2 separate regions of the Mus musculus genome follow, and region 2 is linked to region 1. The links are chromatin contacts, called in public promoter capture Hi-C maps. All regions are on one chromosome and are shown on one strand. Each heading gives the region's core, a stretch centred on a gene start, on an enhancer-like site or on the middle of the called end of the contact. The rest is flanking DNA. Distances are from core to core; before and after follow the strand shown. Region 1 has its middle 39 kb from the start of Zdhhc19. Region 2 overlaps Fyttd1 (forty-two-three domain containing 1).

Region 1 (7,579 bases), core at 1,994-4,493:
TCAATGTGCCATGCACAGTTTATGCTTCCCTTGTTGATGGTCTGGACCCCAGCTCCTCCTCACATGACCCTCAGAGACAGGCTCTGCGGAGGAGTCCGTCCAGCTTCCAGGAAGCCTCCTGGGTTGGCTCACTTTGAAGCTGGGCCACCCACAGACCCTCACAGCTTGGATTCAAGATCAAGGACTCCCCCACCCTACAAAAGCCTGAGGGGCAGGAAGGACCCAGCAGAGCCCAGGACCTTGCTGAGGCCATGGTTCCACCCTGCTGGGTAAGCTCTACAAAGTTCTGCTGGCCAGGGGGCCCACCAGTAAAGAAGATAAAAGGAGAGGTAAGGTAAACACAGTGAGTAGGCTAAAGGCTGCAGCAGAACAAAGGGGCTACAGATACAAATATAAGAAGAGATTAAGCCCTTGCTTGATCTAAAATTAGGACTCTTGAGGAACAAGGTCTCAAGCTGGAGGCAGATGGTCCTCTAGGAGAGCAGCCCCTCTTCTAAGATTCCTTCTTCGTGCTTGATGGCTAGGGCTCTTGAGCTACAGTCCCTGTTAGGAACTCCTTCAGTTGGAATTTGGTTATCCAGTCAACTCTTAAGAGGAAAAAACACTTCACGAGTTAGGGAGAAAGGCCTTAGTACTATACCAGCATGCTTGGGCTTTTCTGTGCTGGAAACATCTCTCCCACGCCCTGATACTCAGTTACTAATGATTTTCTACCTGGCTTGTAAACTAATTCACTTAGCATTTAGGAAATAGCATCACACTTAGAAACTCTTCGTGGCCTTCCTCATTACCTAAGAATTTGAACTATACACTAGGGCCACTGAGAAAATCTGAGCTGATTAAAACTTCATTAGTATTTATTGATAAACAGTTTGTTTGTTTGTTTATCTTTTTATTTTATTTTATTTTATTTTATTTTGAATATATGAATATTTTGCCTGGATGTATGTATATGCACCATGTGTATACCTTGTACCACAGACGTCAGAAGAGGGCATCAGATCTCTGGGATCAGATGATTGTGCTGAAGGAAGATAAAATATTGTAACTTGTGAGTTTAGGAGCCCACAGCCCGGCCTGGGACCAAGAACAAAGCAGAACAGCCCCCAGGCATGCCAGGGCAGGGCTGTTGTTAAGGCATTCCTAAGAACATCTTGACTGTAAAGATACAAGGACCAGCAGGGCTATATTATCTAAGAATCTCCCCTCTGTCTATTGCCCCTTGGTGCCGGGTAAAGTCATACATCAACTGGTTGCTATGTGAACAAAGATAAGCCCCCCAGTCCACAGGAAGAAAGTCCTGATGCCCTATGTTCTTTCTGTTAATGTTTGAATAAGCCAATAGTGTGTCGCTGTGCTGAATTCCACATCCCTAAGCCCCTTACCCCATAAAAACCCCTAGCTTTCAAGCCTCGTGGCCAACATCCGTTATCTCCTGTGTGGGATACATGTCGGTCTGGAGCTCCGTAATTAAACGTCCTCATGTAATTACATCAAGATGGTAGTCTGTTCGTGATTCTTGGGTGCACACCGAATCGGGAGTTGAGTGGGGGTTTCCCCACTAGGTTCTATCAGAGCCACCATGTTGGTGCTGGGAATTGAACTCAGGTCCTCTGCAAGAACAAGAGTGTTGGCAACTGGTTCTAATGCTTTAATTGGGAATCTGTGAGTCTAATGCTGAAGGTCCTTGTCTTCAACTAATTGAGGGTTTTTTTTTTTCCAAGAAAATACTCAATTATCTTTTGCCTACTAGACAATCTGATGGGGACATTTTCTCAGCTGAAGTTTCCTTTTTCAGTTTGACTCCTGTTAGACTGTATTTGACAAAAAAACAAAGAAAGAACGAAAGAAAGAAAGAAAGAAAGAAAGAAAGAAAGCTTAGCAGTTTCTTAAACCACTGTCTCAACATTCTTTTAAAAAGTTTATAGCATATATATGTATATGTATACACACACACACACACACACATGTATATAGTGGGGTTGCAAGCATGTTTTAGTATGTTTGTTGAGATGTGCCAGAGGTGCCCCAAATAAAGCATCTCTTGTGCTACCGAAGGAACATTAGAGGAAAGCCCCATCCTGGGAAGCCACACAGGAAAGTCTCTGGCTAACTGCAGATGAACCAGTTTGCAGGATTCTCAGAAGTTCACTGATCATGTCCACAGGGAAGCTAGGTCCCCTAGCTGAACCACTTGCCGTGGTCACAGGGCAGGTTTCAGCTTGAAGTGTGCGCGTGCTTGTGCTGTTAGAGACCAACCCAGGGTTCCCTGTATGGTCAGCAAATACTCACTTGTGCATTACTCCTTAGTGCCTCAGATCCTTTCCAAACTGCCTTTCAAAGACTCACTCTGGTATCTTTGCAGGTGGGGCCCCCTTCTCTCTCTCTCTCTCTCTCTCTCTCTCTCTCTCTCTCTCTCTCTCTCGGATCCACAGGTGCTGAGCTGGCAGACCACAGCTTGATCCTCCTCAGAGGACTGGGCCTCCTAAGTGGCAGAGATTTTTGACACCCCAGCAAAAAGCCTTAATTACTACTCCATTGCCTTGAGAGTCCAGCAAGGCTCCCTAAGACAGCAAGCGGGGAAGCCAGGAAAGCTTTTAGAACTGTTGTGGGCCATGTCAGGAGACCAGAGAGTCACATGGGGGTAATTTAGGATCCCAGTTGCTGGTACATATTGGGGGCAGCTCCCTGCAACCTCAGGGTTACTCTGGTTATATAACCTGGACACTTGTCAGGAAGATGTTGGCCCCCATAGAGTAAGCTCCCCACAGGAGAAAGGCCACTGCCTTACCTACTGCAAAAGCCATCACCCATCCCAATCTCTATTTGACCTGCACATGATTTTAGGGGTTTCTCAGTGGCAAAGCTACAAGAGCCCCTGACCTAGAGAAAGACGGCTCTTGTTTCCTGTCCTCCTCTGGAGAAGGTTTGAGGTCACACTCCATAGGTCACTAGTTCCACAGCTAAACAGTGTTGTCTCAGGAGTGAGCCTGAGGAGAAGAGGCACAGGATCCCCAGAAATACCAAGTACTCTGACCAACCCTGCCCTGCTAGAGGAGGTGGGGCCAGGGCAAGTATCCCAAAAATAGCCCTCTGGTGGCCTGGGATCCCTGCCTCTGAGGTCAAATTTGGAACTGAGAATCCCAGAGGGGCTCTGTTCTCATACTCTCCGTGGCCTGTCCCCTCAGGCAGGCCATCTGGACACTCTGGGGAAAAGGTACAGGCTCCCTGTGGACAGGGAGGTCGCTGTGGCAACCTCTTCTGCTCTGAAAGTGTATGTAGATTAAGAGCACTCTGGGTTGGTCTGAGCTGTTGGAAGTGGGCAGAAGGGAAGCAGGATTTTAACTCTGCAGCTCCTTATCCCTTAAGCAGATGAGCATAAAAACCAACGGGCAAGAGGAGAGGTGGGGCATACGTGTGTGTGTGTGTGTGTGTGTGATACATGTGCTGTGCAACAAAGGCTGCGTGTGGCATGTGTTGTACTTTTAAAGTATGTTTGTGTGGTGAATGTGTGTTCTATCATCGGTGAAACCATGATTACTTTTTAGGGGTTATTAATCTCTATAAAAGAATTTGGAGCTGGACACGGTGGTGCACACCTTTAATCCCAGCCTTGCAGAGGCAGAGGCAGAAGCAGGCGGACCTCTGAGTTTGAGAGCAGCTGGGCTAAATAGTGAGACACTGCCTAGGAATAAGTTAATTAATTTAAAAAATGTAGACGAAGACTTAAAAGGAAGCTTGTAGACGATCAGGCAAGCAATAAATCTCAGCAGCTGCTGCAAACAGGAAGATGGAGAAGAGGTAAAGTCTTGTGCAGTGGAGGGCGACAAGTGTTGTAGCCTCCGAATCTCTGCAGTTATCTATCCTGTTTCTTGGAAGCCTCACCAAAGAGACTTCAGTATTGTGTGCAGACGGTTTGCCTCTGTGTTCCCCCACCCCACCCCACCCCCCACTCCCTGCAGAAGCTCTCATCTTCCCTCCTGTCCAAGGCAAGCACAGTACACAAGCTGCTTTCTGCGCTGCATCCCCACTGCAGCAAGCTCAGGGCTCCCTCCCTGTCCCTGTCCACTCCAAGGGAACCCAGCCTGGCATTAGAATGGCACTGCCCATAAAACCTCCTTAATGAAAACACCCCGAGGAGCTAGATGCTAGCTTGAGACAGCCTCCCTGCCTCTGCTGACCAAAAACTAGCTCTCCCTCTGATAAAAGGAACTCTACAGGTGCCTGTCCTTGGGACCTTAAAGAACTAACTAACTCAAAGAAGATTAAGGGCCCATGTTTGAATCACAGAAAAAAGGTAATCAGAGGTCACAGACAGTTATGGCCGGCCATAAAAATTAGTTCCTAATAACCCCACAAAAGACACTTTTTAATCCCCTCCCAGCTTCAGTTCGGTCCCACCAAATGGTAACCCAACCTCTACTCCCCTTCACCCTAAGCTTTCAAAGAATCCCTAACTGCACTGTATATAAGCTCAGTGCTTTCAGGACTCGGACTCGGGGTGGCATGCATGCTAGCACCTACGTCATGGGGTGGGGGGCTTGCCAAACTCATTTCCAATAAAAAGACTCTTTTGCAAGTTGCAGTGGACTTCGAAATTCTTGGGCTCATCTGGGTTTCCTGCGGACTCAGGGCATAACACAAGCAGATATGCATGAAGAAAGAAGAGTGTCAGAGAAAAAGAGGGGGAGAGACCCCAGAGCATCAGGCAAAGCAAGCTAAGGGGTTTTGTTTGTTTGTTTGTTTTGAGGTGGTGGGAGGAGATAGAAAGAGTAAAAGAAAAGTTACACTTTTCTTAGTTATTTTAAAAAGTGTGCAGACTTAACCAAGCCTTGGCAGAGGCTCTGTAACCTATACTGAGGGGGCGGGGTGGGGGTGGGGGCCTCCAGGAGGAAAGCACACCATCTCATTATGGGGATAATTATTCCTCCATCATGGCTTGGCCTCTGTGAATGGCCTTCCTGAGTGGTGGTCTTTTAGCTAAGTGATTGACAGGTCCTTAAGGAAGGCGACAGTCACAGACTGTTCCAATCTTCCCAAGCAAAGCAGAGCGAAACATAGAAGAGCAGGTCTCCACTCTGCCCAAGGCCAGAGGTATCTTCTATGTGCCTGACTGATGAGAGTCTCCTGCTGTGTATTCTGTGCGCGCGTTCGGGGCATCTGTGTGCTATGTGCTGGCATGGGGATGGTCACTCGGTCAGTGTGCATGGGTGGAAGGTGGTTTTCCTTGGAGGGAACTAAACAAAGGAAATGAGAAGTTGAGGTCAGGAGAGAGGTCGAAACTGAAAAAAAACCAGGGCAATCTGTGGATGAAGTAGAATTAAAGGGAAATAGACGGCCTAAGTGTGGGCAGAAGAAAAGCAGCCTCCTCGGGCCGAAGGCCATCCAACCCCTCCTGTGGAGTGAAAGCAGAAGGAAGAGGTGGCCACTGGGAACGAGCACCATGTGAGCAACGGAAAACCTGGCTGCAGGTGCTGAGGCCAGCTATTTTTACATAGACACCTGTCTTCTCTCGCTTCTGGGCCGCAGGCAGACTCGATCACTTTGTGTTGCCTTTTTTTTTTTTTTTTTTAAAGCTATTATATTGGGTTCTTGTACCTCTACCTCCTTTCTAACCCCCAACACTAGGAAGGAGAGAAAGAAGGTCAGAAGGGAAAGGCGGTATAGACCTCTATAGACTACTTCTTGCTGATTAGGGGTTTCAGGTTCCTAGGGGCAAGTCCAACCATCATTGTCAGAATGACAATGTTGGGGTGATCTTTTTGTGCACTGTGTAAATGTTGACATCTGTGCCCAGCAGGAAGTTGAGGGCAGGCCTGACTTTGGAATTGTTAGGCATCACCTATCTCAGGGTTTTATAACTCTCCCTCCAACAACTTCTGATTGGTTTAATAAGGAGCTGAAGGGCCTACAGCAGAGCAGGAGAGACCAGCTGGGATTTCCCCAGGAGAGGAAAGGCGGGACTTCTGGGCAGAGAGATAGCAACTCTGGGAGAGAGTCTGAGGCTGGAATTTCACTAGACACAGAGGAAGTCTGGAGTGTGAAGCTGAGGAGAGGTAACGAGCCACAAGGCAGACATAGATTAATATAAATGGGCTAATTTAAGCTAAGGCCTAAAGCTTTCCTAATTAATAAAAGATCTCCAGGTGGAGAGATGGCTCAGTGGTTAAGAGCACTGACTGTTCTTCCAGAAGACCTGAGTTCAATTCCCAGCAACCACATGATGGTTCACCCATCAGTAATGGGATCCGATGCCCTCTTCTGGTGTGTCTTAAGACAGCTACAGTGTACTCATATAAATAAAGTAAAATTGAAAAAAAAAGAGAGAGAGACTTCTTAAAAAACATTAAATAAATAATAATTTTTTTAAAAAAGAAAAGAAAGTTTTTAAGTCTCCACTGAGAGCCTCCTCAGCTTGCGGCTCCCGACCTCTCTGGCGGCTCCGTACGGGAAGCTGATTCAGGTCTCTTTACTCAGTTACTCTTCCCCAAGGCCAAAAACCTAGTATAGAAGTCTTTGAAGGCAGAGAGACCTGAGAAGATCCACATTCTTCTGATTGGCTGCATGAGACCCTGAATACCATACAAAGCTCTTTGAGCCTCCCAAACAGGGGTAATATCTGTGCGATTAAACAGAAGATCACTGAAGAGTGCCAAACAGCGGGAAGTAGCCAGCAAGACAGCGCCTTCCTGGAGATGGAGCCTTGTCGTTCAGTCAAAGGAAACCACGATCGATCGTGTCAGTTCTCAAATGCGTTCCTGATGAAATTCAACTGTTTATGACCAGGAGTCACTGTTTCGCCTTCCTTTGCCCTGAGAACATGACTACGCGTGAGTCTTCAGCAGTTAGATCTACCAAGTGCCGGGTGCCCTACTGCTCGGGGCCTGCTGCCTGTTTGGGGGGAGTTCACTGTGTAACTATCTGTGGTGGTTTGACTAGGAATGCTCCCATGGGCTCATCCATTTGGATGTTTGGTCTCTAGTTGCTTGAACAGTTTGGGAAGGATTAGGAGGTGTGGCCCTGTTGGAGGAGTGTGTCACTCAGGATGGATTTTGAGTTTTTAAAAGCCTAAACGGTTCCCAGTCAGCTCTTTCTGCTTCCTACTTGTGAATAAGGACGTAAGCTCTAAGCTACTGCTCCAGAGCCATGCCTGCCTGCCTGCCCACCCCATGCTCCTTGACACGGTGATAACGGTCTCACCTTTGAACTCTAAGCCGACAATAAACTCTCCTACGAGTTGCTCTGTTCATGGTATTTTGTCATAATGGTGGAAAAGTAGCTAAGACACCGAATGGCAAAGGTATGCAAATAGCTATGATGTGGCAGAATGGAAAGAGGTGTGGAGCGAGACATATTAGCAGGTTTTTAGTTGCTATAACAGAATACCTGAAGCTAGAAACTTTATAAAGACAAGAGGTTTACTTAGCTTAAGATCCCAGAGATTCAAGAGTATAGTGCTAGCTTCTTCTCAGCCTTGGTAAAAACCCTCGGCCTCCATTACAACATGGCAGATGGGACCATGGTGAGAGCAAATGTGAGAAGGAAAGGTCACGTGGGGAGGCAAGAAACAAGAGATCAG
Region 2 (7,579 bases), core at 3,271-5,770, 370 kb before region 1:
ATCTGATTCCCTCTTCTGGTGTGCATGAAAACAGAGCACTCATGTACACTAAATAGTTTTTTAAAAGGGGGGAGCATGTGGATAGGGGTAGAAATGAAGATGCTACACATACTATTATGTGAGAAAATGCCTTTTAAAAATGGGGGGAGGACTGACTGGGAAGATGGCTCAGTGGGTAGAGTTCCTTGCTATATAAGCATGAAAACCTGAGTTCAAATCTCCAGCACTCAGCTAAGAAAGTCAGGTGTGGCCACATCTGTGCTGTAACTCTAAGGCTGTGGAGAGGGAACACAGGAGATCACTGAGGGCTGCTATCTGCCAGCCTGGCTCCAGGTTTTGAGAGAGACTCTTCAGAGAATGATGGAGCAGGACCCTTGGCATCTTCACCTGGCCTCTGAGCACACACAGGCATACACCATACACATATGAAAAGATGATTTTAAACTTATTTGAAGATGGGGAGTGTGCAGGAAACTAGAGCAAGTACAGGGAGCTAAGTCAGTCTCTGAGTGCTAGTGAGGTCCTGTCTCAACTAAGCAACTAATGAATGAAAGAATGAATGAAACTGGATATATGCCTGTGTTCCCAGCTACTCAAGGCAGGGCATTATTTGAGCAGAGGAATTTAAACCCTGTATCAGACAACAGTGAGCAATACAGTAAGATGTTATCCACATATATTATATATGTGTAAAACCATATGCATATACATACACTATATAAAATTAAATCTCTAGATAGGGCTAGATAAGTGGTTCAACAATTAAGAGCACTGGCTGTCCTGAGTTCAATTCCCAGCACTGGCAAGGTGGCCCACAACCATCTGTAATGAGATCTGATGCCTTCCTTTGTCATGCAGGTATTTACCCCTTCAGAGCACTCATACAATAAAATACATAAATGAAGTAGCAGTAAAATTCAATCTGAGCTGCCGTCGGCTCACTGGTTAGAACTTCTTGCACCCCCGTGGTGGTTCACAACTCTAGTTCCAGAGCTTGTGATGCCCTCTGTGACCCTGGCAAGCAGCAGGCACACATATGGTACATAACCTATTTACTCAGACAACATACACACTGGTCTAAAAAAAAGTTTTCAAAACCTGTCATAAAATGACAGATCGAGGAGAAATTCTTGAGATGTGTGAAGACTTGAGTTGGGTTTTCAACTATGAAATAAATGCAAAATGTGTAAAATTCTCACCTTCTTCCCTCCATCTTTTTTTAAGTCTGAGACAGTATTTGTGCAGCCCATACTATCTTCCTAGCTTGCCTTTCCTGCCTCTGCTTCCTGAGTGCTAAGATCACAGGAATGCACTCAAACCCAGCTCCTCGATCTTCATAAAGTCGGTACCATACTACAAGTTATCAGCAATGCAGTCATTGTGAAGGGTTCATAACTTTAGTGAAGAACTAAAGAGTACTAAAAGGTTACTGAGCACAAGGGACATAGAAAACCACCTTATTCAACTACTGTTCTGCAATAAGAGACTGAACAAAAGGGCAGTAGAGGCTCTTCAGTCTCAGGCATTGTCAGACTCCTCTTCTTCCTGTTTATTTTATAGGCAAAAACTTAACTAATTCAGTACCAAAGCAAGTTTCGCTTCAATGTGTGTGTGGGTGCACACATGGGCACATGTGGAAGTCAGAAGATAGAGTGCTTTCTGGAGTCTGTTCTTTGCTCCCATTGCATTGATTCAGGGGATCAAATTTTGGTCATCAGACTTGGTGGTAAGCACCTTTGTTCATTGAGTTAATAGATATTACTAGCCATACACGTATATGCACACTAGGTAAATAGCTCCCTATTCATCTTTAGTATTTCACACACACACACCACATAGTATATCTCATCTGAGAATATTTAGAAGTCTACAATTTCCAAGCAAATCTTTACATCTTTTAGTGGTCTACAGTATCCAAAACTCTTCTCATAAATGCTTGGTTGGGGTTTACTTACGTATCCACTTTGAAAAGTGTAGAAGGGGCTGGAGAGCTGGCTAAGAGTGCTCACTGCTCTTCAAGAGGAAACAGGTTCCATGGCCACCACTTACATCAAGCTGCTCACAGCACCTCTAACTCCAGGTCTAGGGGACTTAACACCCACATCTGACCTTCATGGGCACCAGCACACACAGTGACTATACATACATGCAGGTACACACACAAATATATAAACCAATCTTTGAAAAGTGATAAAACTAGGTATTGTGGCACATTCCTATAAACTCAGCAGTCTGAAAGCTGAAGCATAGCAATGTGACTCAGTCTGGAGAGGAAGGGGGACATCAGGGAGAGATGGAGAGAGAGGCAGGGGAGAGAGACTGATTGCACCACCACCACATGCCTGGCAGTGGTGGCACACGCCTTTAATCCCAAAGGCAGAGGCAGGCAGATTTCTGAGTTCGAGGCCAGCCTGGTCTACAGAGTGAGTTCCAGGACAGCCAGGGCTACACAGAGAAACCCTGTCTTGGGGGAGAAAAAAAAAAAAGGCACCACCAGCACCAGACCTGCCCCTAGCTCCAAAAAGAACCACCATCTTCATGGGAAGCTTAATCAATGTAAGAGGCCTTCTCTTCAGAAAGGAGGAAGCTCTTTTTTGCTTTAATATTGCTTGCATTTGGAATATATGGAATTCTTTGTATGACAAGTAAATTTTTTAATCTCTTCATACCCCCAAATTGCATATATTTTATGAATTACATTACAGGCAGTAACATTTAATATGCACCTCTAACAAAACTAAAATGTTGACAATTATACCCATGTTTCTTAAACATAAATGCTTTATAATTTGATTATAATTAATATAGTGAAAAGTGAGTGTATATTTAAAAATACACGACAGATTCGACCACCAGTCTTTCTCCTCTGTGTGTAAGTTTTTCGACATGGGGTCTGGAATTAGCAATCATCTTCCCGGTGTATACTGAAAACATTGGCCTTTTGTAATGAGTTTCAGTAACTTCCATATCAAAGTAATTAAATAGGAATTATTGGAAGAGTAGATTTACTGAGCACACCACAAATGCTGATATAGGGATATTACTAATTCTTAGACACCTGACACATTAAATACCACAAAACTACTGCCTATGTGTGAAGTCGTTTATTGTCCACTGAGAATTATAAGACATGAGGCTCAAAACATGACCCATGTTCCATGTACGTCTTAGAAAATGTCGGGTGTCACTTAACTACGATGTAAGAGGAGGGGCTGACGCAGATCATCTCTAAAGGCTCATCTACTTCTGTGCTCTGCGTTATAACAATGTGACTATCTTTAATTCGCCTTGGTGGCCTCATGTTGGAACCTCAGGTCACCCATGCATGAAATGGTCAAAAGTCAGAGGAACACCAAGAGTGGAGATTTAGCTGATCAGCAACTTCAAATCCCAGAAATCATATATAAAACCACTATAAGATGCTTTGTAACACACAACAATCTAAAAAACCACAACTCAATCTTTATAGCTCAGAATAACTCATGTGAAACCTGTTACATTTTATTTGTCAAAAATGAACAGCTTCAGAACAAATCTAATGTAACTTTTCCAAAAAACACCAAAAAGTACAGTGTAAAGCACCTCCTCGTTAAATACAAACGCTCACGTCGTGATGCACTGCATCAATGTTCTGCATACACCTTGATGCAAAGGAAATTTTACGTTGCACCCTGTTTAAATAAAATTAAAAAAAAAGGGGGGGGGGGCTTCAAGAACTGAACAAGGATGACTACAATCACATTCCAAGAGAGGGAATTTTTCTCCAACAAAGCAGATTGTTTTGTGTATATACAACAGGTCAGCACTCAAGAGTTTTAACTTAGTTGTATCAAAGGCAAAATTTGAACAAATATTAAGTTACAGATGAATGAAGAACAAACATTTACTATACCAAAGACACTGTTTTTCAATGTACTTAGTGTCAACATTTGGGCGATTTTTAAGATTTTCCAAAAATGGAATTACTAATACCTCTGTATAGTAATATTTAAAACAACAAGAAACAAAAACTTTTATATCATATTTTAAAAATTGTTCCAAAGATAGTGTTCATGCTCAATTGTTTTTCCTTTGCTTTAAAATAAGCTACCAGCAAACCACTCTAAAATGTTTTGTTTCTGAACCAAATATAAATATTCATATTGGCAAAAATGTTTTATGAGTCCTTGGCCTCAATGAAAAGCATTACAGCTAAGGAGAACTGGAGCTTACTTTCAAATTCTGTGATTAGCCTCTAAACCCCTCTCAAGTCCAAGTCCTGGCAGATTAACAGATGCTGAGGAAAGATTTAGATCTTTGGTATAAGCATGACATTGTTGCTGTTTTTCCCACAACTAGCACAAGCCAGTAAGAACTTGAAGAACATCAAAGACAATGAAGTCTAGGACACAATGAAGGCGGGCAGGAGTATAATGCTCTGTCTTTACAGGAGAAATCAACAGCAGAGACTTAAACACCCACTCAAACTTGAAATCACAGCAAAACAAAAGGTCAGGTTTCAAAATGACCACACTTGGTAATCTGTAGCTGGGACACGCCGCTGCATTTTGGCATCTCACTGTAATTTATGACCTATGACCATGTGAGCACTCTCAGCACTGATAATCTGTAGCTGGGACACGCCGCTGCATTTTGGCATCTCATTGTAATTTATGACCTATGACTGAGCAATCTCAGCACTATCTCGGCACAGCAGACCGTCCTCCAGTGTAAGAAAAAACAAAACAAAACAAAAAAACCCTTTTTCCTATAATGCCTGAACTTTGAGCAATAGAAGAAACGGAGTGAGTGTGTATAGTTAAATGTAACTTCATTATAATTTACTTTTTTTTCTCTCCTTTGTGACATATATAAGTAGATTTTTGTTTGGGGAGTTATAAATTATTGAACTTACTGAGTTTAAGAGCTTTACAAAAAAAACTTTTGAATATGAAACATAGGACTTTATATATCTAGTAAGTATATTGTCAAAATACCCAAGATTCAACTCATTTTAAAAATTGTAATTCTTGTAAGCATCATTTATAGAAGAATCTACAGACACTAGACTCAGGACAGAAGTCAACCCAGATGGCAGAGCTATGACTCAGGCTTTATTGTTCCCATGTCCAATCTGTCCGTTGGCCAATGCCTTTCATGTCTTCTCCATTTATACTGAACACAGACCATCAGGTTCCACACCAGGCGTCTCCTCCAAGGACCTAGCAGATAACTTTGTAAATAAGCATTTACAGCCCTAACACATTTTGGCCTGAGACTAATCCTGAGAGCCACATTTTTTTTTTTATTAAAAGTTTAATACTAAGTTCTTAGAACTTAGGGAGTTTAAGCTAACAATAACTGAAAAATGAACCAAGTTCTAAATATTTCCATAAGCCTCAAAAGTCAAAACCAAAATTCTCCTACAGTTTAGAAAACACCAGTAATGACAGAAAGGCAGCTGTCCTTGTCACGCCAACACATACATAAATGGGTAAGTGACAACACAGAGGTGTACTCTTATTTCTCAAGTTTAAGATTTACCATGGCAAATCCTAAAAACTGGATAAAAGTGATGAGATCCTAAATCCCACGCTCATAAAAATAATCAATGTCTGTCTTTCTGTCTTCCTTCTGCTTCAGGAGGAGTCAAAGAAGTCAACAGAGAATTGCTTTGTATGGGCCAACCATGAAATCTTTAAGAACAGATAGGTATATTCCCTGCTATTCTTTCAGGGCATTATTTATACATTAAAAAAACCAAACCAAAACAAAATAACCTTCAAAAATAAAGTTATTTAGGCTTGTGAATATTCTGAAGGAAAGTTTCTTGAACTTCTCCGATGAACTCTTCAAGCAAATCAACTTTTCAAACAGTCAACACTTAAAGTTCCTTGGACACGGATCTATCCCACAGTCACAAAGCGGCTTCCTCCTTTGCTGAACGTGAGGTTGGCTCTTTGCTCTTTCAGTATCCCAAATCGTTCATTCAAAGTCATCCCTGTCTATAGAAAAGGAGAAAAACATTAACTTAACTGAAAAAAAATTCCTTTATATGTGATTTTAAAAAGAAAAAAAAGATTTATTTATTTTATTTCATTTATGCGACTACACTGTTGCTGTCTTCAGACACACCAGAAGAGGGCATCGGATCCCATTACGGATGGTTGTGAGCCACCATGTGGTTGCTGGGAATTGAACTCAGGACCTCCGGAAGAGCAGTCAGTGCTCATAACCACTGAGCCATCTCTCCAGACCATGAACTTAAAATTAATAGTAATTAGTAGTAACAGTAAGCAACATCTTAAATTTGTGTATAATTTCAATTGACTCTAACAAAAAGAAGCTATACATGAAGTTGCCTATCAGGTTTAGAACTTAAAAGTAGGTATCCAAGAATCCTAGTCCTCTAATCATTAGATATCTATACTGCATTATACAAGCATATACACACTACTACTACTGTCTATATAAAATATATCCAAAATACCTCAATCTGAATTAATTTGAAGCTCTGCAAACACTGTTAAAAATTCCAGTGATACCTTTGGCAAAAAGTGTTATTTCAACTGATGTTGGCACACACAGTTGATGACATCACTCAGGAAGCAAAGGCAGGTGAATCTATGAATTTAATTCCAGAATGACCTACAGGGTTTCAGGCTTACTAAGAATATACTGTAAGACTCTGTCTCCAAAAAAAAAAAAAAAAAAAAAAAAAAAAAAGAAGAAGAGGGAAAGAAAAATACCAAACAACAAAAAAAGCAAAAAGCTATTTTATAGAAAAATGGTGGCCTACTCCTACTATCTATCCCAAGAGTTGGAGGAAGAAAAATCATGTGTTAAACCAACCTCAGCTACAGTATGAGACTATGACTTAAAAAAAAAATAGAAGCACAGTTATTTCAACTTCTGAGTATTTTTAAAACAAAGCTCTAAACTGAGTGCCCCATAAAAATTTAAGTAAAACTCTGGCCTCTGATTAACAAATAACAAAGTGTTTCCAAACAGAAAAGAAATTAAGAATAGGATCAAAATAAAATAGAACAAAATTCTCTCCCCTCCTCCCTGTTTTTTTTTTTTTCCTATTTTGAATGGAAAATTATACCAAGAACTTTGTCTATGCTAAACATGTACTCTCTAACTAAACAAAACCAAGTTTTCGCCCCATACTTCTAATCTTAAATTCCAGGACCTTATTTCTACCAAACTGTTTCCCAAAGAAGTATATGATAATATTCAACATAAATTCATAGTAAAAAAATCTCAGCAAATTAGAAAGACAGGAACTCCCTTAACCTGACAATCTACAGTAAACGTAAAGCCAGCAGTCTGTCTGTCTGTCTGTCTAGTTATCTATCTAATTTTTTTTTCTGTTTTTTTTTTTTTTTTGGTTTTTCAAGACAGGGTGTCTCTGTGTAGCCCTGGCTGTCCTGGAACTCACTCTGTAGACCAGGCTGGCCTCGAACTCAGAAATCCGCCTGCCTCTGCCACCCAAGTGCTGGGATCAAAGGCGTGCAACACCACTGCCTGGCTTCTAATTTTTTTTTTTTTAACTCAAAAACTGTTTCTTAGCTGGGTGGTGGTGGCACATGCCTTT

What was found. Capture Hi-C pulls out chosen DNA fragments and counts their contacts.
Region 2: a promoter capture Hi-C map of adipose tissue shows a contact between it and region 1. The contact joins two enhancer-like sites. A contact is called at or near these places in 1 of 115 datasets of contacts at active chromatin or transcription factors (memory CD8 T cells) and 1 of 9 other capture datasets (adipose tissue).

What each region holds. Positions count from the first base shown.
Region 1 is chr16:32,531,040-32,538,618 of GRCm38.p6, reverse strand. No RefSeq gene overlaps it. Among named protein-coding and RNA genes, the nearest start is that of Zdhhc19, 39 kb to the right of the region's middle. Within about 2 kb of position 3,243, at least 25 of the 459 cell types and tissues checked have an H3K27ac peak or open chromatin away from gene starts, as enhancers often do. A contact at or near this core is called in adipose tissue, where this site is marked.
Region 2 is chr16:32,903,937-32,911,515 of GRCm38.p6, reverse strand. It overlaps Fyttd1 (forty-two-three domain containing 1), which reads right to left. Exons shown (of 9, transcript NM_027226.4): 9 at 2,553-5,984. The coding sequence ends at 5,886. Among named protein-coding and RNA genes, the nearest start is that of Lrch3, 6.4 kb to the left of the region's middle. Within about 2 kb of position 4,520, at least 7 of the 459 cell types and tissues checked have an H3K27ac peak or open chromatin away from gene starts, as enhancers often do. A contact at or near this core is called in adipose tissue, where this site is marked.